2 separate regions of the Danio rerio genome follow, and region 2 is linked to region 1. Evidence: chromatin contacts called from public Micro-C data. All regions are on one chromosome and are shown on one strand. Each heading gives the region's core, a stretch centred on a gene start, on an enhancer-like site or on the middle of the called end of the contact. The rest is flanking DNA. Distances are from core to core; before and after follow the strand shown. Region 1 holds the start of mtap (methylthioadenosine phosphorylase). Region 2 holds the start of anp32b (acidic (leucine-rich) nuclear phosphoprotein 32 family, member B).

Evidence for each region. Hi-C and Micro-C count contacts between places; a contact is called where the count stands out from the background.
Region 2: a contact with region 1 is called in a Micro-C map of caudal fin, with 4 times the contacts expected there. The contact joins the promoter of anp32b here to the promoter of mtap in region 1. A contact is called at or near these places in 1 of 18 Hi-C or Micro-C datasets (caudal fin) and 1 of 4 datasets of contacts at active chromatin or transcription factors (embryo).

What each region holds. Positions count from the first base shown.
Region 1 is chr1:27,755,414-27,762,975 of GRCz12tu, reverse strand. It overlaps mtap (methylthioadenosine phosphorylase), which reads right to left and starts at 4,390. Exons shown (of 8, transcript NM_200554.1): 1 at 4,322-4,390. The coding sequence starts at 4,345. toporsa (topoisomerase I binding, arginine/serine-rich a) reads right to left here. Exons shown (of 3, transcript NM_001305555.1): 3 at 5,453-7,562. The coding sequence ends at 5,770. The region is part of intron 3 of LOC137490010; the gene reads right to left.
Region 2 is chr1:28,299,010-28,306,571 of GRCz12tu, reverse strand. It overlaps anp32b (acidic (leucine-rich) nuclear phosphoprotein 32 family, member B), which reads left to right and starts at 3,650. Exons shown (of 7, transcript NM_212603.2): 1 at 3,650-3,870; 2 at 5,670-5,819; 3 at 5,907-6,029; 4 at 6,916-7,102; 5 at 7,180-7,292; 6 at 7,369-7,438; 7 at 7,516-7,562. The coding sequence starts at 3,817. hemgn (hemogen) reads right to left here and starts at 5,247. Exons shown (of 5, transcript XM_700557.9): 1 at 523-5,247; 2 at 355-421. The coding sequence starts at 412.

The sequences.
Region 1 (7,562 bases), core at 3,141-5,640:
TAGTTGTTAAATGTGATATTCAGACATCCCAAGTCTCCCGGAAGTTCCGGGAGTCTCCCACAAATGCATAGAGATGAGTGATTATCTCCTGGAAATCGTGCATCTCCCTCCCAGTTGAAATAAATAGACATAATAAATAGAAATAGACAGGGCAAGAGACCTGCTGCACTGAGTCTGCATTCAGACCTGGGGATTGAGGGAGAAGTCCTCATTTATAGTGTTTATAAAAAAACGATTATCTTTATAATGCTAGAAATTGTGGTTGTATATGAAATTACAAATAAAAAATTTTAGCAGGGCATTCAATTAGTTTTTTTTCTTTGCATTTTAACTTTGTAAACTATAAAATAATGCTTTACCTCATGGTTTGTGTCTCATTTTGTCAGCCAACTGACAACAGCTGTTCGCTCTCCTCCTTCCCCCCTACTCTGCTGGCCTTGCCCACTCCTGCCTCTTATCGCAGAGCTCCACACCCATTAAAATGCATTTTTTTTTTAAATTCTGAGGTAGATTTAAATCGAATATGTGGGGTTTTATGGCCCTTTAAAATTACGCTGGGTTTTTCCTCATCTATGGGCTTATTATGCGGTCTCTGTTGCCATCTTTTGGATGGCGCTGCATAGTTGCAATCTAAACAACTACATCCTCGACTAAAAAAAGCCTTAGAAGTACATTATGTTGTCCAACTGCTGCAACATTTGTCACAATTATGAGTATGACTAAAGAATGATTGAACATTTTTAAATCCATTTCAGAAATATTTCACATTTAATTAAAATATAATAATTTTTTTTATTACACTAACAAAAAATTGGCCATTGTCTGCCCTGCATTACCACATATCAGCATCAGCATTGACATTCAGAAAAAACATATTTTTCACCTTTGCATTATTTTAAAGTTTCATCTAAAACATTTTCTTAAAAAGTAGTACAAAACAATCTCTTTGCAATCACAAATCACAGTAATCATTTGCCATTATATTGGGGAAATTTTTACAATCATTTAATTACCCAAATCAGTGCTTTGATTTAAGTACAGGCTATAGATTACTGTAAGTAGGTAATATCTAACCACTAATCTGACTCATCACAATTAAGCATTTGAGAATCACATAATTTTAGGTGAGGGCAGAAAGGGTGATTTTTCCCTAGAATAAGTGGGATTTTCCCTTATTTTCGATTAATTTTTTTCAGCTTCTATTCTTTAAGTCTTTGCTCAGAGTAGGGTGAATTAATGTATACTGCTTCATATCAGGATGTGGCCTTTCTATTTTTACATGAATAAAATAGTATAGCTTTTGCAGTACATTGCAGTGTTTAGGTTTGAGTTAAAATGTTATTTCTGAATATATTTAATTTGATTAAAGAAACTCATTTTTTAATATTTGATTTTGTTCAAGTGCTAGTAAATATCATAATTATATTAAAGGTCCTAAACGTTGAAATAAAATTATTATAACTAATTAGCGTTTGATGTTGAACTTATTTTGGTGAGGCAGTGGCGCAGTAGGTAGTGCTGTCGCCTCACAGCAAGAAGGTCGCTGGTTCGAACCTCGGCTCAGTTGCGTTTCTGTGCGAAGTTTGCATGTTCTCCCTGTCTTCACGTGGGTTGCTCCGGAAGACATGCGGTACAAGTGAATTGGGTAGGCTAAATTGTCCATAGTGTATGTGTGTATAAGTGTGTGTGTGAATGTGTGTGTGGATGTTTCCCGGAGATGGGTTGCAGCTGGAAGGGCATCCGCTGCGTAAAAACTTGCTGGATAAGTTGGCGGTTCATTCCGCTGTGGCGACCCCGGATTAATAAAGGGACTAAGCTGTATGTGTGTATAAGTGTGTGTGTGAATGTGTGTGTGGATGTTTCCCGGAGATGGGTTGCAGCTGGAAGGGCATCCGCTGCGTAAAAACTTGCTGGATAAGTTGTCGGTTCATTCCGCTGTGGCGACCCCGGATTAATAAAGGGACTAAGCTGACAAAAAAATGAATGAATGAATGAAAGAAAGTTAACATTGGCTTCACAAAAAACAGACTACACTATAAATAAAGGCTACTCTTAAATGAAACTATGTGTGGGAACATCTAAAAAGATTGTTTAATCGGGCAGAAATTGCACCCTAAATTAGAAAATAATAAATAACCACTTGATAACTGCCATCATTCTAATTTTGAATTTAAGTCAGTGAATCAGTGAGAACTGGAAGATTAACTGTTTTTAATATACCTGTAACTGTCACAAGCTCCCAAATTACAAACTTGTTCATCTCAGAAGTTTGGATAGTGATTCATCTTTTACAAATCGCTTAAGTATTGGTGTCTGCAGTTCAGAGACCAAAATTTAACATTTAGTAAAATATTATACTTGAAGTGTGAAATAACCAGCAGTGTAAAGAAATAAATTACAAATTCTCAAATTACTGTAATCGAGTCATTTTTCTAAGGAATTATAAGTTATCAAAAAATAAGTAAACACAAAAATGTGTACTTTTACTTTCCCTTGAGTACATTTTAGTGCTGTATTGGTACTTTTACTCCACTACTTCCCTATACTGATGACAAGATGATGGATGTTTACTGTATGATGACCGAAATGGCCTTAAACACACAGCAGACACAAGATGTCAACATGACATAAGATTGACGTTGCAGCCCAAAGTCGTGGGGATGTTGCATTTTGTTTGAAAATGAAAAATGTGTTGACATCAGAACCCAATGTCAGGCTGACTTCAATGTCCAATGACCAATCTAAATTCAACCAAACATCAACGTCTAATGATGTTACAGCTTGACATTTTGTAGACAATACCCCTATGATCTCTATCAGACGTTGGATTTTGGTTGCCATACCTGACAAATAAATGTTAGTATTTGATGTCAATATTACATTGGTTTAAGATATTGGCTCAGCGTTGGATTTTGGTCACTTTTTTAACACAATCTAAAATCAACCAAATATCGACGTCATCTGATGTCATTATTGGACAACAAAATAACGTTGTCCTTAGACACTGGAAAGATGTTGAATTTTGGTGTCCTGTCATCACAATCAAATTTAAAATAATATTAGCAACTTATGAAGTTGTGTGCCTGCTGGGCAATAACTAAATGCACAACAGAATGTTACGTTTAAACACATTCACAAATTAGATGTAAATGCATCAGCTTTTTGCACCGTAATACTCACTACTCTTGAGTACTTTTGAAAGGTCTACTTTTTACTCATACTTTAAAAAATATAAAAACAGATACTTTTACTCTATTTGCACTACATTTTTAGGCAAGTAATGGTAATTTTACATAAGTATTTTTTTCAGTACTCTTTTCACCACTGGAAATAACTAAACAGTGGTCTTAAATTTTCTCAAGTCAAGGGTTGGAGCCAGAATATGGAAACTGCTTACATTCTAGCTTAAAAAGCAGACATCATGGACATTACCAACAGTTGACGTAAGGAAGTCAACTGTTGAATATTGTATTTGTGGCATTATTTTGTGGATTTTATAGATGGTGCTATTTTCCATGTGGAAAAAATCAGCATACTGGTTAGGCAGGTTTTGACACATGGCTGCTGGTTTAAGATAGCTTTTGCTAATTATGAGCTGGTTAAAACCAGAAAAGAATCAGCTAATGACCAGCAAGAACCAGCTTAAACCCACTAATGACCATAAAGAACTAACTGAAACAAGCAATAACCTGCCTTAACTAGCTGATGACAACTATTAACCAATTTTAATCAGCAGCCACGAGTTAAAAAAAAAATACATTTTTTGGTCAAAGTTGTTGATAAAACTTTTAAGTTTTACACTTCTATAAAAATCATTCTCCTCTCACTCACGTGAAACGTAATTTTATTTTACATGTGCAGCACCAACAAATACTTGTGCCCATTTAAGCCTTAAATACTTCATGACTAACGTTAGTTTCTTTTTGTTGTTATTTCGTGTGTCTTTTACCTACCTATAATATTACAATTTAATATAACGTTAACCCTTCCCATGTAGACACGAGGTACTCTCTAGCATTATTAGCTAGCATCATTGCTTCTCCATCAACCAGGAAATTGTTTGGCAGTGATCCGTGTGGTGGTACCTGGTTATTCTCTTCATGCTAAATAAAATGCGAAACTGAAAACTGGCATTAAAATATTAGAAAAGCTTTATATTTTGACGAATACAGTAGACTGATTTACAGCATAATGTTCATTCCAGGACCCAAGTGATCCAACATTTGGTAAGTTCACGTTAAAACGCGGAAGTATCCCATTTTTAAACTATTTTCTCACATATATCTTGTGTTGTATTTCATGATGACACTGTTCAAATTACCTTTACGTGACTGTTTGATGTCATTTTCTTCAAAGTGCAGAAAAATACCAAGAGAGCTTTCTACTTCTTTCTTGGGTGTCGCTGCGCAAACGAAGAAAGTGCATTAGCGCCCCCTAATGTGGAGTAACTTACAAACAATCAAAACTACAGACGGTATCAAGTTAGATGTAAACTAGGATCAGGGACATTCTGTGCATGGGAATTGGGAACACAATAATAATAAATACAAAAAAAAATGATGTTTTCACCATCGAGAAAATACATGTATTTGAAAAATTATGTGTTAGATCTCTGCATTTTTTCATATTATTGTAGATACTGTAGCCTACAGTTAAATGTCACAGTCTTAAATTTCTTTTATACTTTTTGCAACAAATCACATTGGATGAACTTTTTCTTCGACATTTTACATGATGTACATTATTAAAATATTAAAAAGAAAATATTCTGTCAATCTTGTCAATATACAGCTATAGGGAAGAAAATTAGGAGACCACTTGAATATTCTTTTTTTTTCTGTATTTGCAAATTACAGATATAAATTTGAGTGTTTTATCTTTATCTTATTTACCCAAAGATGTTAACTTTTACAATCAAATTTTGTATTTATCTTTAGACAACACCATAGGCTACTAATGTTTTGACTTCAGTAGAGCCAAGAAATCAATATTTAGTGAAGCCAATCACAACAAATGAAAAACAAATATATTCTGAAAAATAATCACTTTCTAAATAAACACTTTACAATAAACTGCCACTAGTTAATGTATTTACTAGCATCAACCAATGAACACGTTTAAATAATTTATTAATCAAGTTAAGGTTAGTTTACATTTACTAATGCTTTATTAAAATCAAAAGCTGCTTTTTATGTGGAATAATTGTTAACAGATCATCAAAAAAAATCTTAATATTTTACTTAAACCCATAACTACTTAATCCGTTAAATCTTGAAGTGGTGTCTTAATTTTTTCCCAATATATTCCCAATCTGTATATTGATTCAGTATTAAAATATAATAATAATAAATGTAAATATAATGTTTACATTTTATAAATGAGAAAAAACAATTGACCAAATTAGTGATAACAAAAATAGATCATTACAGAAAGCAATGAGCAAGTCAATACATTTAGATTAGCCTTTTCAATTTATTTGAAACAATCAAATAAAAAACGAACAGTTTAAAAATTGGTGACTTTGAACCTGCTTGCAGGTTTGAAATTTTAAAATCTGTAATGTACATGTACATACATTCTCTAAAAATTTTGTATTCAAAAAAAGAAATCAAATCATAATCATCACATTTAAAGTCCAACCCTTCTCTGTTTATTAAAAATAAAATGCATTTGGCCATCACACAAAAAAGAAAAGTATCTGAATTAACAAGTTGAAAAGTTCACAAAAACGTTGTGTACAAAATCATGATGGCAATGGAGTTTAGCAGACTAGGGGTAATTTCCTGCATCACCCACAGAACTATTTTCAGTTCCAGCTGTTGACTGATGCTCATTGTCTAGGAAAGCTTCTGTAGCCATGTTTGCTATTAAGACAGTAGATCTAATGGCACAAACACTGCTGGTTGAGGGTTCACTGGGGTCAGCACTTTCACCATCACTGTCAGTAGTAATTGTAATGAGAACAGGGCTGAGCTTTCTCGTCCTCTCCTTACTGTTATGTCTCTTGCTCTTCTTCTTGTGTTTCTTCTTCCTCTTGTGATGTCTCTGACTGTGGCCCTCAGATCTGTCATCTATGCTTGGACTTCTAGTTTTCCTCCTTTTAGTATGCTTCTTTTTTTTCTTTTTTCCACCTACTTCATCAGAATCGCCAACCGATTTACTAGAACTCTGCCTTGAGGGTTTCTCATGATGCTTTGTTTTGTACATCCTTTTTTTACCATATTTATCGTGGCATGATGTCTGGCGTGAGGAGCTGGAATTCATTCTAGAACTGCTCCTTGAGCGTCTTCGGTCCTGGCGGCTAGAGGTGTTTATTCTGGAACTGCTTCTTGAGCGACTTCTGACATCATTATTGGAGTAAAGGGATCTAGAAAGGCTTCTTTGATATTTTTCATCTTGACTTTTGTAGGAGCTAGACTTGATTCTAAAATTACTCCTTGAGTGACTTCTGTTCCGCTGACTGGACTGGCTTACTCTAGAACTACTCCTAGAATGATTTCTGTTCCGCCGATTTGAATAGCCTTTTCTAGAATTACTCCTTGAGAGACTTCTGTTCTGCCGACTGGACTGGCTTATTCTAGAATTACTCCTTGAGTGTCTTCTATTCCGTTGATTAAATGGGCTTGTTCTTGAATAACTCCTTGAACAACTTCTATTATGCCGATTGGATTGGCTTTTTCTAGAATTACTCCTTGAGTGTCTTCTATTCCGTTCATTAAATGGGCTTGTTCTTGAATAACTCCTTGAACAACTTCTATTATGCCGATTGGATTGGCTTTTTCTAGAATTACTCCTTGAGTGTCTTCTATTCCGTTCATTAAATGGGCTTGTTCTTGAATAACTCCTTGAACAACTTCTATTACGCCGATTGGATTGGCTTTTTCCAGAATTACTCCTTGAGTGACTTCTATTCCGTTGATTGGACCGGCTTATTCTTGAATTACTCCTTGAGCGACTCCTATTACGCCGATTCGACTGGCTTATTCTTGAATTACTCCTTGAGCGACTTCTGTCCAGAAGGTCCCTACATCTTCTTTTGCCGTGTGATCGAGAACCAAACTGATCATTTACACTTCTGTAGTAGCTTGTATAAGATGAGCTTGTTTCTGTATAAGCTTTTCTGCTGTTGTCATGACTGTAATAGCTATAAGAATGCCAATAGGATGAAGAGTGACGACTTGTTTCCTTTTCCCCTCTCTGCTTATTCTTGCTCTCTTTACACAATGGTTGCTTCTTTCTATGAGACGAAGAGTGTATCCTTTTGCTTTGTGAGGATCCTTCTCTAGATCCTGAAAAAGTATTGTCATATTTACTGTTTTTTCTAAGTTGTATGGAGGTGTCTTCAAATGAGCGTGAAGAACTTGCTGGCCCCCTCAAGGGTCTCTGTGAGGCAGTGGGTGATGCATCTGAATCTGAAATAAAACGAATGTGTTGGGGAGCTTGAGAGTTTCGTGGACTTGCATTCTGCTCAGTCTCGGAATTTTCAGAATCAGAAGAAAGCTGGACCAGTTCTGGTGTCCTCTCTGCCACGGGCTTAACATAGCCAATAATAACACAGTCCT
Region 2 (7,562 bases), core at 2,401-4,900, 540 kb before region 1:
ATTAAAAAAGAATATATTTTAGAGCAGTAATCACAATATAGTGATATTATTTTCTGAGGTTATCATACCATCAGAATCTTATATCGGCCCATGCCTAGTGTCAGGATCTATTTTAAATAACATTTCGAATATGTTATTATTGCAATTGACAAAAAAATAAACTACATGTACTACATACAAATGAAACTATAAGACTCTCTTACAAATTGTAAAACTACTCATAAAAGGTTTTATCCATTGTGGTTTCCTCAACTGTCAACTTTACACAAACTGTAATAAAATAATTTAATAAACTAAGGTTAAGCTGATCTTAAAAAGTGATTGATGTTTAATGCTAAGGTTTAAAAATCTTACCTTCATCTGAATCTTTTATTTCAGTTGGTGGGATCTCTTTCTCCAACGGGTCTTCCATTTTGTAGTCCTGTCACATGAATATAAGGAATTGAAATGACAGTGCTGAAAAAGAAAACTGCCCGCTTACATTCATGCCGCTAAGAGAATAATTATCTGGTTAAACATTACCGTGGTGCTGGGAGAGTTCTTGCAGTTGTGCTCTTATCTTATTTGCAAAGGTGGAGGACTTGGCACAATACTCACAGAAGAAAGTGAAAAAAGGAGGTCATGGTGCCGGCTGCCTGTACATTTATCTGACTGTTTGTATGTCGTCACGAGAGATGGCCGCTATTCTTGACTTGGTCAAGGGCCGTTAGCAAACATGTAACTAAATGATCGGCAGAAAATAAAATCACTAAAGGTTAGCATTGGGTCAAAATAATCAAGATTCTAATATTGAAATATTATAACAAATCATAAAGTTCTGTGTGTGACTGTGATAAAAAGTCATTTATATATCACAGGAGTTCAGTAGGGTTTTCCTGATTAGGTTTTTTAAAAGTGGACAGTTACTGTTGACCCTAAAATCAAAAGTCCAGAGTAAACAACAAGCGAGCCAAATGCCAATTCACAGGTTTTGATTTTACCATGGTCATAGATTTATTTATTTATATACTTTGTTCTTTGACAGTTCTGTGTGTAGACCCCCATATGTAAGTTGTCCACCATAATGGAACCAACCTGTGACCACTCAAAATACAAATTGATACTGTGTATCTGTAATAGACTTGAGCAGAGGATTTTGCTGAATTAAAACAAAACATGGTGGTAACTTACAACAAAAGTATATATATAAATTTTTTTTTGTTTTGTTTTTGTTTTCATACAAATAGATGCTGTGCAATGTTGAGACGTCTTAGAAAATATAACTCAATGTAGAAATCAAACTTTCAATCACATAATGTTTGAGTAAGAGCTATAATTGAATTTGACCTTTTCGCAATAGTATTTTTCTGAGTAGTAAAAAATAGTTTTGGAAGCAATGTTATTGCCATCTGTTATAAATAAAATTTGTTGCATACAGAAATACTGTCCCACAACATAATGGAATAGTAACATCTCCATGCACACTCCAGCATAATGAAACAGTCGGTCATCAAAGTACTCTTACTGTTTTTACAATATCGAAGAATTGACGATTAATATAAACTGTATTTCACTTTAGTGCAATAAGAAAGTACTGATTTCAGAAATAGCTGCTGGTTTTGGCTGTAAGTGAGAACACTTGATGTCTGGACACATCAAGAGCTCTAGAGTAGCTGAGTGTGCCATATATGTAAGCATATCTATGGCCAGAATATTTCAGGTAAAATTGATTAACATTAAAGTTTTCTATAGGATAATCATTTCAGGGAATGTTCTCTGAATGAACATTCTTCTAACATTGTCCTGTACACATCAATATTTATTTGTTGACAATTAAAAAATTCAACAACAATAAATCTGTTTTAAAAGCGAATTTCAAAAGGCTAACATTAAAGTTGTGTCTGCATTCTGAATTTCCATGTTATTTGAATACTCAAAAGTGTAGTAAAAGTCCTGCTCTTGCCATAACTATGTTATCGCAGTCCCTCACATTCTGGGCGTGTTCACAATCATGTCAAAACACATTGAGATTGGGACTGCTCTCCCGCCATGTAGATAGACAGTGCTACACTTAATGAAAGAAATATTCATCATTATTTGTAAATTAAATTGTTTATTTTATTCTAAATAACTCCATTACTTTCTATTGAATTTTATAAAAGTTATATGCTAGCTCTTATCTTCCAGTGCTGTAATGTGGTTATCTCATCATCCAAAATAACACTAACACCGAACAGCATTTTAATAGCAAGGCGCCTGCAGAACAGTTGAAACCTCTGTGTGGGATATCGCATTATTCTTTGAGAAGAAAAAGCCTCCAGTTCTTTGTAGAATGAAGTAAATGTTCAAAGATTGCTGTAGTCAGAAAAGTCATGGAAGGGGTTTGATTTTTGAAACTGGTTCTGTTTTGCTGTTTATTTTGAGTTTTTTTTTTTTTTTTATCCTGGAGCACTGGAGTAAAGAACAATGTTTGGAAACTGTACAAAACAGGCTCATTCTTTGGCCATTTTACAACTGTGTAGATTATTGGACTTAATAATAAAACAGTTGACACTACAATTACAAATCTCTTATCATGTTGCCATACAAGGCATGCTAAAACTGGGTTAGGGGTTCTCATAATTCTGTACATTTGTGGTATTTATGCTTTCAAATTTCTAAATGTCTCATTTCTGGATGTGATTTTATCAGTTTTTGTACAGTTTTTTTATTTTTTTGTACAGCTTGCTCATATGTTTCCCCTAAATATTACATAAATGTTCAGTTTTTAACAATGGAGTTGCTGTTGTTTTTTTTAAGCCATATTTTGCTTATGCTTGAAGTTGGTCCATTGTTATATTTTTTTTCTCACCATACTGAAGAATATGAAAGACCTGAATTATGAGACAATGTAGAGGCAAAAAAACAAGATGATGCCCTCTCCTGGCAACTTGTTGAAGATTCCAAGTTTCTTTGGAACAATAAAATCATGATATTCAGTTTGACTCAGTATATAACAGTAAATAAAGTACATAATTATATTTAAAATAATAAAATCATAAAACACAAAGATTACTTTAGAAGACTTTAAACTCTTTAAAAAACTAAGAGTTATACTTAGTGATATACCTTTGATTTCCAGAACACGATTTATTGTTAATGTGTGATTAAAGATTCTGAATTAAGTATTAAAATATGTATTTAAATGTGTATATGGCTGATGGAGGGAGAGTCTTCTTTTTAACAATAATTATTTCTTTAGTAAAACTTAACATTAATATTAAAATAAATTATTGGCTGACTGAAATTTAATGACAGTGTCACATTATAACGCATGATTTATTTTAATGATTGATTTATTTTAATGTGCACACTTTAACCACACAAAGAAGTTATTTCAACCCTCAGTCTTTCAAAAAAGTCAGAGTTCAGTGTATGACTTATTCAAGGTTTCTAAAAAAGGTAAAATGTACAGCACAACTTTTTTTTATTCTTAATACAATAAATGACATCAAATAAAACTGTAAGTAATCTTTACAACCAATAACAGTATGAAGTAATAATAGTGCAAAGAATCAAATTGAGACAATCTTTTCATGTCACACTGTAATGCAGCAGTGTTTGATCTTATACTCGACTGCAGTGGGGGCGCTTGGCCAGAGATGGCGCTATTGAGTATATATTAGTTTCAGCGCCGTTTCCCTCCATGGTTTCTGCTCTCCCAGAGTAACTTGGCGCTGGGCTCAGATCATTATACAGTCCCATATTCTCCCTCCATTAGGCATCTTTCTACCTTTTGGGCTGAACAGAAATTCCTCCAGAACCCAAGAGGGAAGAGTCCAACTTTTAAGGGGCGAAATGGACATGAAAAAGAGGATTCATTTGGAGCTGAGGAACAGGACACCATCTGATGTGAGTAATTTTGAGGCAAACCTTTAGTTTTGTGCTCAGCCATGCTAGCCTTGCTACTTTCTACTTCCACGGATTTGTGTGTAGTTTAATGGTAAGCACATGGGTGTAATGCCCCTGGTACAGAGTTAAATGAGAAAGTGCTGCGCGTACATCTACTGCATTAATGTTTATTCGTATCATTTTGTTATGAAAGGAACCAGGCTGAGTAAGGTACACTCAGCAACGTTACTTAGTTTGGAAAGCTGAATGAAGGCATTATTGCAGTATTCTAAGCCCCACACGCTGGATACGTTACGTGTATTCTTTTTAAACTTCATATCTGCTTATTTTAACCTCGGCGTGGTAGGATGTGGATGGGATGGTTTATTTCGCCGCGGTGGCCATGTTTGTTGCTAACATGAGGCGCCCTTTATTACAGGCACTTAAAAGCTAAAGCAATAAATCAGATATTCTGTGAAGATAACCATACGCTAACAAATTTTCGTAAATACGGTAACATTTCGGTCTTAATCGCTCTACGGCGTATGTATTCTTTCAACTAAAAATAAAAATATCAGGAAAGGCAATTAAAAAATAAAGTTAAATGTGTAGTCTGACTAACATGCAGTCGCGATATGAATTGTATTCTAAAGGGTAACATGGTTGTCGATTATATGAATTAACAAATTTTTTTTGAAAAGTTTAGTTTTTCTGACTGACTAGAGATGCTCTAAAGTAACCTTAAAACGTGCAACATGAACGCATGTATTACTCATTAAAAAGCTCGTGTTGGGTTTTATTCGTTAAATTGTTACTCGCTGTTGCGAGACGCCGATTCCCGCCATTACTTCCCACGCGCCACTACCGATCACGCTAACCATTATATTAGATAAATGATCGCTTTGATTGTTTTTAAACGTCTAAATGATCTACAGTATAAAATAACACTTGTAGAGACCAAAACAGCGACTGAGGAAAAAGAAGCTAACGTTACGTTACATGTGCTAACTTGATATGACAAACCGGTACAAATGTTTGGTCAGTTCTAAAATCCACCAAACATCGCGTAAAATATTGTCCTGATAGCCGGAAGCTTATAGTACGTTTTTCGAACGCAGCGTTTGATTTTTGTTTAATGTGTTGTTTTTTCAGCAACACAAGCTATCCAAGGAGGCGCCATGTTGTCATGAGAGAAAGAAACTCTCCATTTTTGTCTCACTAATTTCCGCTCTGTCTTCGTCTTTCGCTGTAGGAATACGCCATCGACATATCGCTTCCATCTTACACGAGCTCCTAAATGCCCTCCATTTGTTGTTTGTCAAACGAAATTAAACAAAACACGGCGGTGTCTTTCGGATATATGTCCATGTTGTCTGGCTGTCGGCGTGTAATCTGCTGTTTTCTCATTGGCGACTCGCTGCGACAGTCTGAGCCATAGGGCCATACAACAACAGCAGCAGCAGCAACCGCTTAACAAACAGCCTTCAGTGGTTTTCATTTTAGTTTCTTGACTACAATTTCATCGAACTAGCTTACGACCACTCACAGTGTCAAAATCCCCAACACACTTTAAGACTGTGTTTACAAAGACTGTTCTTTGTTTTGTCTGGTTAAGAAACTATCAGAAAAAAAACTGCATAGTTTGTCGCCTTTTTATGGCATGCTTATGGCCAACGTGTCCAACACCCCTTTTGCAAAAGTCACATAAATTTTTTTTTTTATTTGAATCATGATTGTTATGGTTATTACAGGTGAAACCTGTTAATATTGCAAACAGTATTTTATTATTATTTTTATTTCTTACCTTTTGTTTAATCTAGGTACGAGAACTTGTCCTCGACAACTGCAGATCAAATGAAGGGAAAATTGAAGGCCTCACAGCAGAATTTGTTAATCTTGAATTTCTAAGTTTGATAAATGTTGGTCTGCTCTCAGTATCCAACCTTCCTAAACTCGGAAAACTAAAAAAGGTAACTTAAAGTTTTCTTATTGTTTACCATCTTTCAAACATGTGCACAATGTTATATGTTTTGATATGGATGTATTGTTATTTTCAGTTGGAACTCAGCGACAACAGAATCTCTGGTGGCCTTGACGTTTTAGCTGAAAAACTCCCCAATCTCACACATCTAAACCTAAGCGGCAACAAACTGAAAGACATCAGCACATTGGAACCATTGGTTTGTAAACACTTCCTTTTCAAACTAGATTATGGTTTTACACGTTGAAATTTGGAGCTTAACTTGCATCACAGCTTATAAATTTTAGTTATTTATTATTATATAAATTATTTAGTTATATAGTTAGGTTAGTTAAGTTATGTACAATTTAATATAAAATGTGATGTGCACAATGTTCAGCATCCCTTTCATTCGATTGTTTATCAAGGGTCTACAAGTGTCTTTTTGCTACATTATTTTAAAGACTTTTTTATTGATAAATATTAAAATTAATTTTTTAAAAGTTTGAAATATTTCAAGAAACACTTAATAGATTGAAACAACTTGTGGTTTACTTCATTTTCTATGTACCAATTGAACCATTCTAAAAATGTCTATACACAGAGCTTTGATCTTTAAAAAAAAAATTAAGTCTTACAAAGACTATTTACTTTTATATATTTTCGTTGCTAATTTGATCTTTCTTTTTACTTGTGTAATTCTATATGAATGTTTCTTTAAAATTTTTACTAAATGTTGATTTTTTTTTTATTTTTATACTGTTAATTCGTGTCAGGTTTTACAGGGTTAAAATCATTTCACCTAAATTGGAAAATGCCCCTCATGTTCCAAACTGGCTGACTTTTTTTTGTTTAAATATACATTTGTTTAAAAAAAATAATTGGTAATTTTCACTTATTTTGTGTACAATTAGTTACACAGACAAAACTGACATTTCCTAAAATATCTTTTAAAAAATAAAGTAAATGTTGTAACTTTAATGTTTGCATGACTTTAATTTGTGCATGAACTTTGTACAAAACATGAGCTTCCCCCAACAAGAATTGATTAATCAACACAAAGTGGAGGTTGTACAGTTCTGTGATGAATCCTTTCTCTTTGGCAGAAAAAACTCGACCATCTGAAGAGTCTTGACCTTTTCAATTGTGAAGTCACAAACCTGAACGACTACCGGGAAAGTGTCTTCAAGCTCCTTCCACAGCTCACGTATCTGGACGGCTACGATCTGGATGACCGAGAGGCGTCAGACTCTGATGGAGAGGTCGATGGAGTGGACGACGATGATGACGAGGGTCAGTGTGAGGGATAGGTTCAGTTTACCAACAGTTTTTTAGGTTGCAGATGTTCATTAATATCACTTTAAACACAGAAGGAGAAGATGAGGACGAGGAGGAGGATTTTGATGAAGAGGAAGATGAGGATGATGATGAAGATGAGGTTGAAGGAGAGGAGGATGACGAGGACGGCAGTGGAGAGGATGAGGTACAAGTTCAATTTTGTGTTTTGTGTATTTGAAGGGTTAAAGTCGGATTTAATTCCAACGCCTTGTTGATGACAGGAGGAAGACTTCGGTCAGGATGGAGAAGTAGAAGATGACGAAGAGGACGATGACGACGACGATGATGAAGGTGAGTTATGTTTTTGATTTAATGACTTGAATTTGGTCCTTTTGGTTTGCTGGTAAGTAATATTTTGCTTTGCTCAGAAGAAGAGCAAGGAGCAAAGGGTGAGAAGAGAAAACGAGAAGCAGAT